Regions from separate parts of the Anas platyrhynchos genome. Here region 2 is linked to region 1. The links are chromatin contacts, called in public Hi-C maps. All regions are on one chromosome and are shown on one strand. Each heading gives the region's core, a stretch centred on a gene start, on an enhancer-like site or on the middle of the called end of the contact. The rest is flanking DNA. Distances are from core to core; before and after follow the strand shown. Region 1 overlaps BBX (BBX high mobility group box domain containing). Region 2 overlaps BBX (BBX high mobility group box domain containing).

What was found. Hi-C and Micro-C count contacts between places; a contact is called where the count stands out from the background.
Region 2: a Hi-C map of skeletal muscle shows a contact between it and region 1, with 3 times the contacts expected there. The contact joins two enhancer-like sites. A contact is called at or near these places in 5 of 8 Hi-C or Micro-C datasets (F1 follicle, liver, skeletal muscle and 2 more).

What each region holds. Positions count from the first base shown.
Region 1 is chr1:92,107,914-92,113,766 of IASCAAS_PekinDuck_T2T, reverse strand. All of the region lies in intron 1 of BBX (BBX high mobility group box domain containing), which reads right to left. Among named protein-coding and RNA genes, the nearest start is that of BBX, 42 kb to the right of the region's middle. Within about 2 kb of position 2,731, at least 2 of the 8 cell types and tissues checked have an H3K27ac peak or open chromatin away from gene starts, as enhancers often do. A contact at or near this core is called in F1 follicle, where this site is marked.
Region 2 is chr1:92,154,938-92,160,790 of IASCAAS_PekinDuck_T2T, reverse strand. It overlaps BBX (BBX high mobility group box domain containing), which reads right to left. Exons shown (of 16, transcript XM_027449484.3): 5 at 5,688-5,755; 6 at 1,889-1,969. Among named protein-coding and RNA genes, the nearest start is that of BBX, 89 kb to the right of the region's middle. Within about 2 kb of position 3,385, at least 4 of the 8 cell types and tissues checked have an H3K27ac peak or open chromatin away from gene starts, as enhancers often do. A contact at or near this core is called in F1 follicle, where this site is marked.

The sequences.
Region 1 (5,853 bases), core at 1,482-3,981:
CTACTTGTTTTTCCTTTTCCATCTCAACAACACAGACTTGAAAACACATCATGGTGCCAAGTTTTATAAAAAGATTACACAAGCTTGCTATAAACGTACTGATTTGCTACACTCTGTGTTCTCCAATAATTTGCATCCAAGCGCACCTTCAGTGACATTTTCAGCCCCCTTCTTCCTCTTCAAGGAAATCAAAACTATGTAGAAGTGGTAACAACAGCTCAATTTTCCAGGCAGCCTCCACATAAATAAGGGTACAACAAAATGCAGGTGTGCTGGGACTGGAGCATCATCTCCCTGTGAATAACGAGAAACTTCGCTTGCAAGAAGCCACGTCCTTAGGGTCTTACAGATTTCCTGAAGGAATTTCTACCTGTATCCATGAAAATGGATCTTTCTGGGTGATGGTCAGTGGCAGTGCCCATCCCTGTGTGAAATAATCTATAAGGAGAAAACCTTCTTCAAGATGGTTTACACTTTCAGTAGGTACCACTGTACAGTATTCCTCAAATTCTGGATTGCAATTAGGAAGTTTGTTAATTTTAGTGCTGCTGGTTGCAATTGCCTTTTCCTGGAAAAATCAGGAGGCCATCTAAGACTGGACACAGCACTGGGGGTACTGAGAGATGTCTTCTATTCTAGTATCTAGCTGCCATCCCTGAACCTCCACCCCATTCCTGCTTTTTAGAAAACAAGGGTAACTAAACCAGTGATATTCTTTCTGAAAAGTCACAGTAATGCAGCAATTAGGAGCATTAGGTGTCAGCTAGGGATTGTTATTCTCCACTGCCAAATCATATTTTTGTGTATTGTACAAGAGAAAGTGGCTTTAAATCCACTGCAGGAGTGGCCTTTTATGATGTAATTAAATTAAGTAAAAGGATTAGTTGTCCAAAATTAGTTCCACCACAACAGTCAGTTACAAATCACTTGGAAAACAACTCACACTTGCAAAGGATGATTTTTTTTTTTCTTAAGAAACGATGATGTCTTGGATTCTTAATTGCTTTGTGCATTCAGAGATGTATTTCTGTGATTGCAGAAACACATAAAACATCTATGCGAGTACTTCTCCCCCTCTTCATAAAGGGCATTTTTACAGACATCAGAGCTGCTTCTTAACACTATCAACCAAATAAAAGGCTGACAGAGAACTGAAGCAACCTGAGTGGACTCAAGACAATGTTTTTATTCTCCCTGCATTACCAGACACAGACCAGCTCAGCCCCTACCACCATCGGTTCTGCACCTCTGCCTCAACACACCCTCCAGCACCGCGAGCATCCCCAGTGCATTACAGAAAGCTACCCAGGGTAATCACGCCTGCCTTGGGAGACTGATGCAGTGTCATGACAACGCAAAGTAATTATTGCTTTCTTAATAAACAGCAGAAATGCTACTTCTTAAAATCCTAATGAAGCCGCATCTTTATCCCAACGTTGCCTGTTCAGTAAAGATTTCAATACTCTGGCACAGAGCTAAGCTATTCAGGACAGGGTTCTGTTGCCTAAGCCAGGCCTCCTGTGCCATGAGAAGTGATGGAGACCCCCCCCCCCAGGGACTGACAGATGTGCCAGCAGGCCCCCAGAAGACATCCACCCTTCTGGAGCAGTAGGTGGAGGCCAGGCAGCCCATTTGGATGGCCAACTCATAGGGTGGATTAAATTTGGCCAGCCCCAGGCTTTGCAGTGGTGTTCTTACACCCCACCTCTTAGTCCTGTGGTCACCAACTTGTGAGCATTTACGTTTGGGCTCCCTTTCAAGCACACAAGTAATCCCTGAGGTCAACAGAAGGGAGGTTTGGTGGAAGAGTCACACCTAAACGTAAATATCCTCAAGATCAAGATTTAAGAGCCACGGCCTTTGAGCCCTCACTCATCACAGCTCTCCTGTTGACCTTGTGCAACATTGGCGAGATCAGCTACATGCAGAAGTGTTAGCAGTCACAGGAGCTGAAATCTGTTTGCAGAATGTGACTTTCAGCCGAAGGTACAAACCCGTAATTATTATAATAAAAAGGGTAAAGACCATGGGATGAGGAACAGATTCATTTATAATCTTGAAAAAAATATCAGGAAGGACAGCTTTGTGTTCTGCCACTGCCTCTTATTTGAAGGCAGAAAGGCAGGAAAATTGGTAATAAAAACTCTTGATTTCACAGAGGCTACCCCAGAAGAGGAGGAGAGTCATAGGGGAGCACAGCGCGCTCGATATTTTTGCGTTTTGGTGCATAGCCAAGACATCTGCAGAAGCCAAAATAGAGCGTGCTAGGGACGGGCTCCTGAACAGCTCCAAACTGCACCACCAGGGACTACCTCCGCTCTACGCAGTGCTCCTGGCCCCAGCAGAGGTGATAATTTATTGTACAGCTGGATGGATTGCTACACCTTAAAGAGCTAATCGAATAATTTTTCTTTAGAGGTATGCACATGAAACTTTCACTAAAGCAGACGGGCCTACATGCTTATACCTGGCTTTGCAATGAAGGTTATTTGGTGATTTTATACTGAAGAACTGCACTTCTGTCCTACGAAGATGCAGTAGGATCCAAACCCTTTTCCCAATGGCACTTTATAAAGTTACAGTGTGCTCTGAGGACATCACATGTCAATGCACTTGTATCACCTCGTAATTAGCTGTAATTACTATATGATGGTTTCCAGACTTAAGCACAGTTAACCATTAACCTGTGTTTGCAGACCGTATTTGCCGAACAGCATGCCATGTTCCTTCATTCCCCAAAGCTATGTCATCGCCCAGTTACAGCCCTTATCAGAGGGGCCAACCAAAACAGTGTGTGCGGGGGTGAGGGGAAAAGGCCACAGATATCTAGTTATTACTTATATATATGTGTATATATATATATTAATCAAATGCAGCAGTTTTCTATAAAAGCTTGTCAAGAAACAAAACAAATGAACAGGGGTACTGCTAGCTTTCACGCTTTCTGAATCAAACACTCACATATCCGATTCCATTCTTGGTGCATACAGAAGGCTAAGAAAAAGGGGAATGAAAACAATTCAAACTCCCAGCTAGATTTCCTTACTGTGCCTAATCTGTGCATGTACACGTCTGTAAGGGGGGGATGAAAGATGTACTTTGAGTCTCCACCATAGCATAACCCTAATTTAGTTGTTTCTTCCATAACAATGAATACATTGTTAACTCTTCCACTGGCAGGTTTGTGAAGCGTTTGCAGTAAGATTCAGCTGCTGCGAAAAAATACAATATAAGGAATACTGCATTCAGTATTTATTAACCATTCTAGCAATAAGGATAATCAACAGAATGCCAAGGGTGACAAAAGTTTTGTACGCAGAAGAATGCTGTGCTTCTTGAACCTTTTTTTTTTTTAAATGAGTAACACTGAATGGGTTTGTGCAATCACATCTGTGGGACCTGCCCTTCATTATATTAGAAATTGAGGTGTTACAGATCTCTGCTAACTTTAAAGGAAGTGCTTGACACACAAATGTACCATGAGATAAACTGAAATAACCTGTCAATCACTCACATAATGACCATTATATTCAGAGAAGCATCAAGTACTGTATTTGCATCAAGTACTGTATTTGAAGATTGCTTTGCTGCTCCTTTTCATTTGCTGGGGAAAAAACAGGAAGGATTTAGAAATTCCAGACACTTGTCACCCAGCTGCCATCAGTATTCCACTTCCACACAGGCCCTGTGGCAGCCTGCCCCCTGCTGCAAACCGTTCACCCCTCTGGAAACTAAACCTATGGCTTTAAACCTATGACTTCCAGCTGCTGCCACAGCAACAGAGCCTGAGAAAGGCCACTGGCTGCTAGCTTGCCAGCATGAGGAGTTCCTCTGAGGTCTCCAGCGCTACCTTCTGCTGCTGCCCCAGCTGGGGAGCCAAGGTTTGTCACAGACAGACTCATCCTCCTCTCACTGCTCATGCAATGCATCATCTTGTCCAGCAAGACGCACTGGCACGACCCATAAACCAGATTGCTCAGTGGCACGTTACCTGGAAATGCTACGTTGGGATGGAGCCAGGCTGAGATTATGAATGACTTCAAGGGATTTCTCAATAAACCCATGAAATTAGCTCCGCTACCCTGCTAAAATGAGGTATTATTAGTGCTAACAGCAGCTATTTAAATATTCCAGCACTTTTCCAGCAGATTTCCTGTTCTGAAGGCCAGGAAGCGTATGGAAAATGGAAGGAGTTTGGTCACCCTGGCTGGAGGACTTCTGATGCAGCCTCGGGTGGTCCAGGCAGTAGCTACACAATGTACTGGAACAGGCTTTTACGCCAAATTCAATTCTCAGCAGTACAAAAAGCATTCATCTTAAAGAAGCTTTGGGAGGATGAGGAAATCTAATCCTAGAGGGAACCCTCATGCCCGTGTACAATAGAAATCCCACCCACACCAAAACAATTTTCTGGACGCACATCAAATAACATAGCACTTCAGGACAAATGCTAAAATTACTCAGCTCTGACCTGTGTCAATATGGGCACTGGGCTTCCAAAACTGATGCTAGGAAAGACTCCACTTGTCAAAAACTTCATGAAAGCACTGATTTAACATTACTGGCACATTACTGATGGTAGTATAGGTACAGACCTTTATAAAATACACTTATGACATGAAAATATTCCTTTTTTTTTGAAGGACTAATTAAAAGCTTTAAGAGTTTTTCTTTCCAGATGCACTCAGTTGACAGTTCTCTCCTCCAACACCTAAGTGTAAGAGGCAAACTTCTACCAGGACATTTGCAAAAAAACATCTCCAACTGGATTTACAGTCTACAATCAATCTTACTTCATAATGTTTGTATTTGAGGGGAAACTATTGGAAGTGTGTAGGGAACATGAACTTTTACTTCTTAATCCTAAATCCAGTAACTTATAAGTAAAACTACCATACAACAGCATCTTAAAATTCTCAACTTCATTCCAAATGAGGAGTTTTGCATACTGGAGAGGAGGTTATTTCCCTTGGTTTTGTTCCTAATAAACAGTGCAGTTGTCATGATCTGTCTCAGCTTGGTCACTCGGTGCCTGCTGCCCCGGGTCCTTGCATACCAAGACCGTATGCCACATTACTCCCAGTACCCGCTTACGAAGACCAACAACTGAACACAGTGAAGATCTACCATAGGCAGGGTTTAACCGAAGAAATACCCAGATGTTTTGCTGTTCCATCACCACGCACTGGTGGTTGATGACGAGGAAGGAGGAGAGGCAGGCACGGGGCGCCAGCTGAAGACCTGCAGGGGGGCAGCAGCCCCCGCGCCAGCTCTGTCCCCGGGCCGTCAGCGCCGCGAGTGGCTCAGCTCTGCCGCTGGGCCCAACACGAAACGAAACGCAGCGCCGCCACTCCTGCTGCCTGGCTCGCTCCCGAAATGCCAGATGCCCTGGCAGCTGATAACCTGTGCACATCCCAGCACGTCATTCGGGGCCGAGGGGAATTAGAAGAGGGATCTGGCAGAGGCCGGGGGAGATAGGAACAGCACACGTGTACACGCATGAATGCCTCTCCCCTCACATAGCTCTAAATAAAATTAAGCCGCTCATGTCATTTCCACTGCCAGATTAGCTCAAGCATGTTAAATTCCCAATTCATCTCATTCACCTCACTTTCATCCATACTACATGCTGCCTTCTATTCATATCCACAGCGATCACTGACAGCAGCAGAAAAAGTAGCATAAATCCAGCAACAAAACCCTCAGGAGTGAGAAGTTAATGGGAACTTCAAAACTACCTTTTCCCCTCTTATTTCTTTCTTTTTAAATTTTACTAGTATGGTATTAACATGCTACAGCATAATTACTTAACCATTTTATTTCTTTCGCTGCACATAAGAGATTAAAGCACTG
Region 2 (5,853 bases), core at 2,136-4,635, 46 kb before region 1:
TGGTGGTGCTGATAGAGCACAAATTGCTGCTCAGCATGGAAGATAAGTGTGGGCAGGGACACAACATATGCATGCACTTTTAGAAAAGATACCCAATCGATCCCAGAGACTATGGGAACTTTTTTTTTTTTTTAAAAAAAAAAAAAACACCTACGTAGCTCATGTCAATTTTTTTTGGTTGCAAACTACGCTTTGAATTCATCACAGACCTAGGTACAAGTACCATTTATTTTGTCATTGATACACAAACCTGCCATGTACTAATTAGGCACAGCCTCACTACAAACCGATTAATATTGTTGAAACATATGAATAATAAAAATTCATATAAAAATGAATAATGAGCTAATATGCATTTCTAATTATTGATCAATCAGCTACTTCTAAACTACACGTTTTAGAAGTGCAGACGAGCTCGCTTCCTGGAACCCACTGAAGTTCTTTGGTTGGGAAGAAAAAGCAGAGGTCATGAACCCTTTAAAGAGCATATCTTGCAGCACACAACACAGTTCTTGCTACTACCACATGATTCTGGCTCTTTCCTGCTTGGGCATTGTAAAATGAACTCAATAACTGCACCGGTATTTTTCGTACTGGTTAAAAGATGGGTAACAGGGAAATTGAAGGAGCAGACTTATCAAAAGGAACTATACAATGTTTTATGTTGCTCAACTGACAGTTTAAGTACACAAAAGTATCTCAGAAATACTGGAAGATGGATGTTGAATTAGTCCCATAATTAACACTGGAATTAACCAATTTTAAGAAGCTTTTAAGTATTGTTTTCATTAACAGCAAGCCAGGCGTTTCCTAACAAGACAAGCCAGCAGGCTGTTTAGGAGCTTAATCACAGGTTATGTATTTCATTCTGGCCATTACCTTTAATCAGGAATAAAGGATCAGTGCATTAATCATTTTCTAATACATTTTCAAAGCCTCAGATCTCACGGTCTTGTGGGTTAATGTTAAAACAAAATCATGTATGCCGGGCCTGGTATGTATCTACTCCTAAAGCGATGACATTTAGGGAGGAATATGAAGGTGCACACAGCAAGGAGTATTAAGACAGTAAGATTCATGGCTGGTCTGAAACCAGGTAATAAAAGAAGCCCTTGCTCTAATAAACTTTCTTTCCATACACACCTTCTCAAATGCCACCCAGCATCCTGTACAATCAATATTTATACAGCTAAATATTTAAGCCACTTAGATTATCGTCATTTAAGAAGTTGAAAAGGACATAAGCGAGTGATGCTTACAAAGGGCCAGGACTCCCTGCAACCTCATTTGCGTCATGTTATTTTTGTCAACTAAATCCATTAGACCTTGAATTAAAAATTGCCGTATTTAAAAACAAAAGCAAAAAAAAAAAAAAAACACAGTTCAGTAGCACTATCTAGCTATTAGTGGAAATACATTAACAAAAATGTTGCACATTGCAAAACCAAAGCATAGTTGCATAGAGCTGTTTTGTGGTTACAGAATAGAAGAAAATCTTGGAAGTTCCAGAACTACAGTTATTTTTGATGGAGTCAGGGCCTAAAGCAGTCAGAATGGCTAAATGACACCCAAATATACCTGTTGAGACTTCAGTCAGTTAGACTCCAGTTAATACCTAAGTGCAGGAATGACACATCCTAAATCACTGCTTAAACCACAACTCTATTATTGCTCTAGGGTTTCAATCATGTTCCTGAACACAATCTCCTGCACTTCAAGCCAGACACATCTACCAGATACACAATCCAGTAACATAAACCTCAAAACAAGGAAGAAATACTGCCATGAATTCCAGTCAGAGGTGTTTAATTTCTCTTTCAGCTAAACACCAGATACCTTTTGAAAAAGAAAACATAAACAAAAACCATTCCCTTCTAAAGAAACTCACCTCTGCAAACTGAAACAATGACGACTTCTGACACACTTCCGTAGAATTAGTCGCATCAGATTGGCAAGTATTCGAGGAAACCTGAAACAAGAAGCGTGGAGAGTAAGACCTCAAGGGTTTTTCTTTCAAGCTAAGAACAGTAGTAGGCAAAATGGAGTATCAGGCAGCAGTAACATGCTGTGTTTAAGAGAAAATGGACAATGTAATGTTTCAGATTCCCGGACTGGTTGAATCCTGGTTGAATCAAAATGAAAGGTGAAAACATAGCTTAGCACCCATTTTAATGTATTTCACAATTGCCTAATAAGAAAGAGCATGATAATACCAGGGATTGTTTTTTTTATTCCAAACTGCAGAAGAGTTGCACACAACAAATACTACACTGATGATTTTGGGCTGCATACACAGATACCTGGTATTCATGATGCTATCTACTACCTCTTTAATTTACACTTCCATTCCGAAGAAAATTAATTACTTAGAAGCTAAGAAGGAAGTTTTTGAAACCACTAAGGGTTGCCTAGTGACAAAAATAATTGCTAATCACTTCACAGCATGAAAATAAGTAGTTAAGGGTGCCACAAGCCTTAAACTGCTCAAATAATAAACATAAACATCTGTTTAGGGGTGCTTATGAGAAGCAGTACAATCAAGCATCATAACTTCTGAAATCAAAACACAAAGAAATGACTGCTCAAAACCCCAAACCAACAGCCAGCCTCATCTGATTTCATAAGACCTTACCTATACTGCTCTTATTAGCCAGAAATTTGTTACTCAAGCATCCTTCTGTAAAGGGATTGTACTGAATAGGAAATGACACGTTTGAGTGTAAAATATTTACATGTCTGACTCCTAGGAGCTGAGGCATTATTAATATAAAATACGGTACGTAACATAACTCATAGAAAACAGCAGAAAGGAAGGAGGCCTTGTGGGATTTTCGAAAGGTAGGTAACAAGATGGAGTTTTTTTTCCCCTAATGATTTTCAATTTTTCACGGAATTCCATGTTATTTGAAATATTTCAATGCAAATATATTTTTCACCTCATTTCTTATCAGAATGGGTGTGTCAATAGCATTTATTTGGCCACATGAGATCTGGCTAGCAACTGTGTCTGTTGCCTGCAAGAACCAAGTGCCACAGATTCACCAGGCCTACAGTACATGCAGTTTGTTCTGCTGCTCCTGCTGCTGGCTGCCCCAAGATGCTCGTGCATGGCAAGTACACAAGCACAGGAATCTGCTGCAGAGGTTCTGCCTTTGCAACACAAGAGCTGTTGTGCCCACACTCACAACCTGGGGGAAATTAACAGTCTCTGGGGTTTCTAATCTTTGCCAAGCTGAAGTTGACCAAAGAGATACAGTAATTACTGAAGGGCACAGTTGTACTAACAGTGCCATTGCATGGCTCTCATTTCCTGCTGTAATACAGAGTACTCAACATTGCATCATTTCTTCTCCTCTCTCCTCCTACTGGCTTATCCTCAGCTGCACTCAAACAATCTTTGTTTCTGATTTACACCCCAGGCAACACCGCTGCGTGCGGGCCCTGGGCAGCCTGGCACCGCGGGCCAGACAACCGCTCATTCTCAGCCAGGAGGAAGCCGTCGGGATGCTGCCTCCGCATCCTCACAGTCCCCTGTGGGTTACTTACCATGGCCTGCTCTGAAATAAATGAGAGGCACAGGACAGCACCTGGCTCACACGTCCTCCTTCCTCACTGAGTGATCCAAGATTTGCATCTGGTCCTGATATGCAGGGCAGCAGCAAGGGGGAACTGGCAGAAGAGCCACCTTTTGGACTGTGCTACAAATTCAGGGCTTTCTGGGAAGTTAAGCACAGAGACCGCTAGGTGCTGCTCTAAGGCAAGCAACTGTCCTCACGGCCTTGGGAAGGAGCCTGAACGCCAGGAGCATGCCTCGTGGAGTTCAGGTTTATTGCAGTTTAATGAGCAGAGCAGCGGCAGGATGAGGTTTTGTCTCGTGCAACCAGTTACAAGAACAGTCCCGGTAAACATTTTTGTTCAGGTGTTTGACAAAATGTGCTCGTATACGCCCCACAATTCTGCTTAACTGATGGAAGGACACAAGTATCAGGTGAAAAGTCATCGCTTACCCGTATCCTTTACCTACTGTTGCTAAGGTTTTTTACATTTCTTGCCTGTTTAAGAGCTCAAGGCTTGGAAATGTGCTTGGAAATCAATCACACATCAACACCGAATTCTGTTATCAGATAAAAAGCCTTCTGGTGTATCGAAAAAAAATGACCAAAATAGGAACATAACCAGAACAGAAAGATGGTGACTAAAGCACTTTAGTAAGCATCACTACGGTGCCCCTTTCCCCTTTTCCTGCTGGTGCATGTTCGCTTTGTTACCTGCTATCTGGAGCTCTGACAACGCTGACTTTAACCACCCGGATTTGAAAAGCCCCTATATATCCATTTAGCACACACTTAGCAGAAAAGCAGTGGGCGTTGAATAAATTTACTCGGGATTAGCAGAGCTGTTACGTAAGGATCCTTTTCCTCATCATTTCTGAGGTTCTGAACAAACCGTGTCAGCGCGCCCCTCCTTTGTATCAACAACTTTTAAGATGCTAATAGTATTTTAAGATGTTTGCTTACAAGGCCACCCAAGTCTGCATAATCGTACATATACAAGCAGTCAAACTAAATGTAGATAGGCAATCCTAACTCTGGCAGTCCCCCAATTTAAGAACCACATATATGCATGTGATTCCTCTATGTACACACACACTTCAGGAACAATGAAGACTACAGGATATCACTTGGAATCCTTTTAGAATTACGTTCCAGCTCCCTCTCTCTCTTTTTTTTTTTTTTAAATAGCAATGTCAGAGTTTTAGATATATGGCATATGATTTATAGCCTCATATCCATATAAAATCGGTTCAAAATGTGTTCCAGAGTTAAGCAACTCCTGAACCTTTTTCACGGAGTGAAAGTAGTAGTTTTTAAGTAGTTTTTAGGAACTTTACTGCATTTGGGGCAACACAAGCCTAAGAAATATTTGCTCCATATCCAATCATCACTAGAATACTGAATCAAAAGGAGAATGACTACCTATTTTACCCAACATACAAACCACCTTATGAACAATTTTCAAAACTGGCCCACAAAGTAGGTCACAAATAACAATCAGTCTGACAAAAGACTGGAGGTCCCTGCGCTCCTGGAGATCCACAGAAACACTCTTACCTACTGGAGCCTTTTGTAAATACAAAATGTTTGATGGCAACTGAACGACAAACTTCTTTTCAGGCAAAGACTTAGTCAATAGGAACAGACTGCAATACACTGATTACTTGTTAGCACTTGCATGGTTTCAGAGCGCATATATAATTACACTGACTGTATGGAAATTATTCTGTATTGACTTTGCTATGAGTGCCAAGGCCACAGTTGTGTGAGGCATTACGCAAGCACTTAAGTGTATGAATCCCTTGCCCAAAGAGCTTGCAAACTGCCTGTTTGTTAACAGTCAGTGTATGGCAATCCTTCCATTTGCAACAGCATCCTCTCACTGGGCAGACCTGCCTGGTTTGATCACATATTCATCAGTCTGGAGTTAATACAGAACTGGTATCAAACCCAGGCCTGATGTCTATGGTCACTGTTGGAGTACAAGACTCACATCACCAGGCTCACACTTCAGTTCCACCTTAGGTTACCTAAGATGTATCTTAAATTCCACTTCCCACTTGGCAGATAGTCCTTTTCAGAGCTCTTTTTAAACTGAGGGCTTGTGTTGAGGGAGAGAAGAGAGTTCCTTACCTCTTGTGCAGTCAGGGCATGCTCCCCGGCTAAAAGCAGCATACTTAGGCCTCCCATTTGTGTAGGATCTGTTAAAAGAGTAAAACCAAGTCTTAGGTTTATTCATTTGCTTGTTTAAGGAGCCTGCCATTTGCAGTGTTAAACCCCCAGAAGACTACTTGTCACA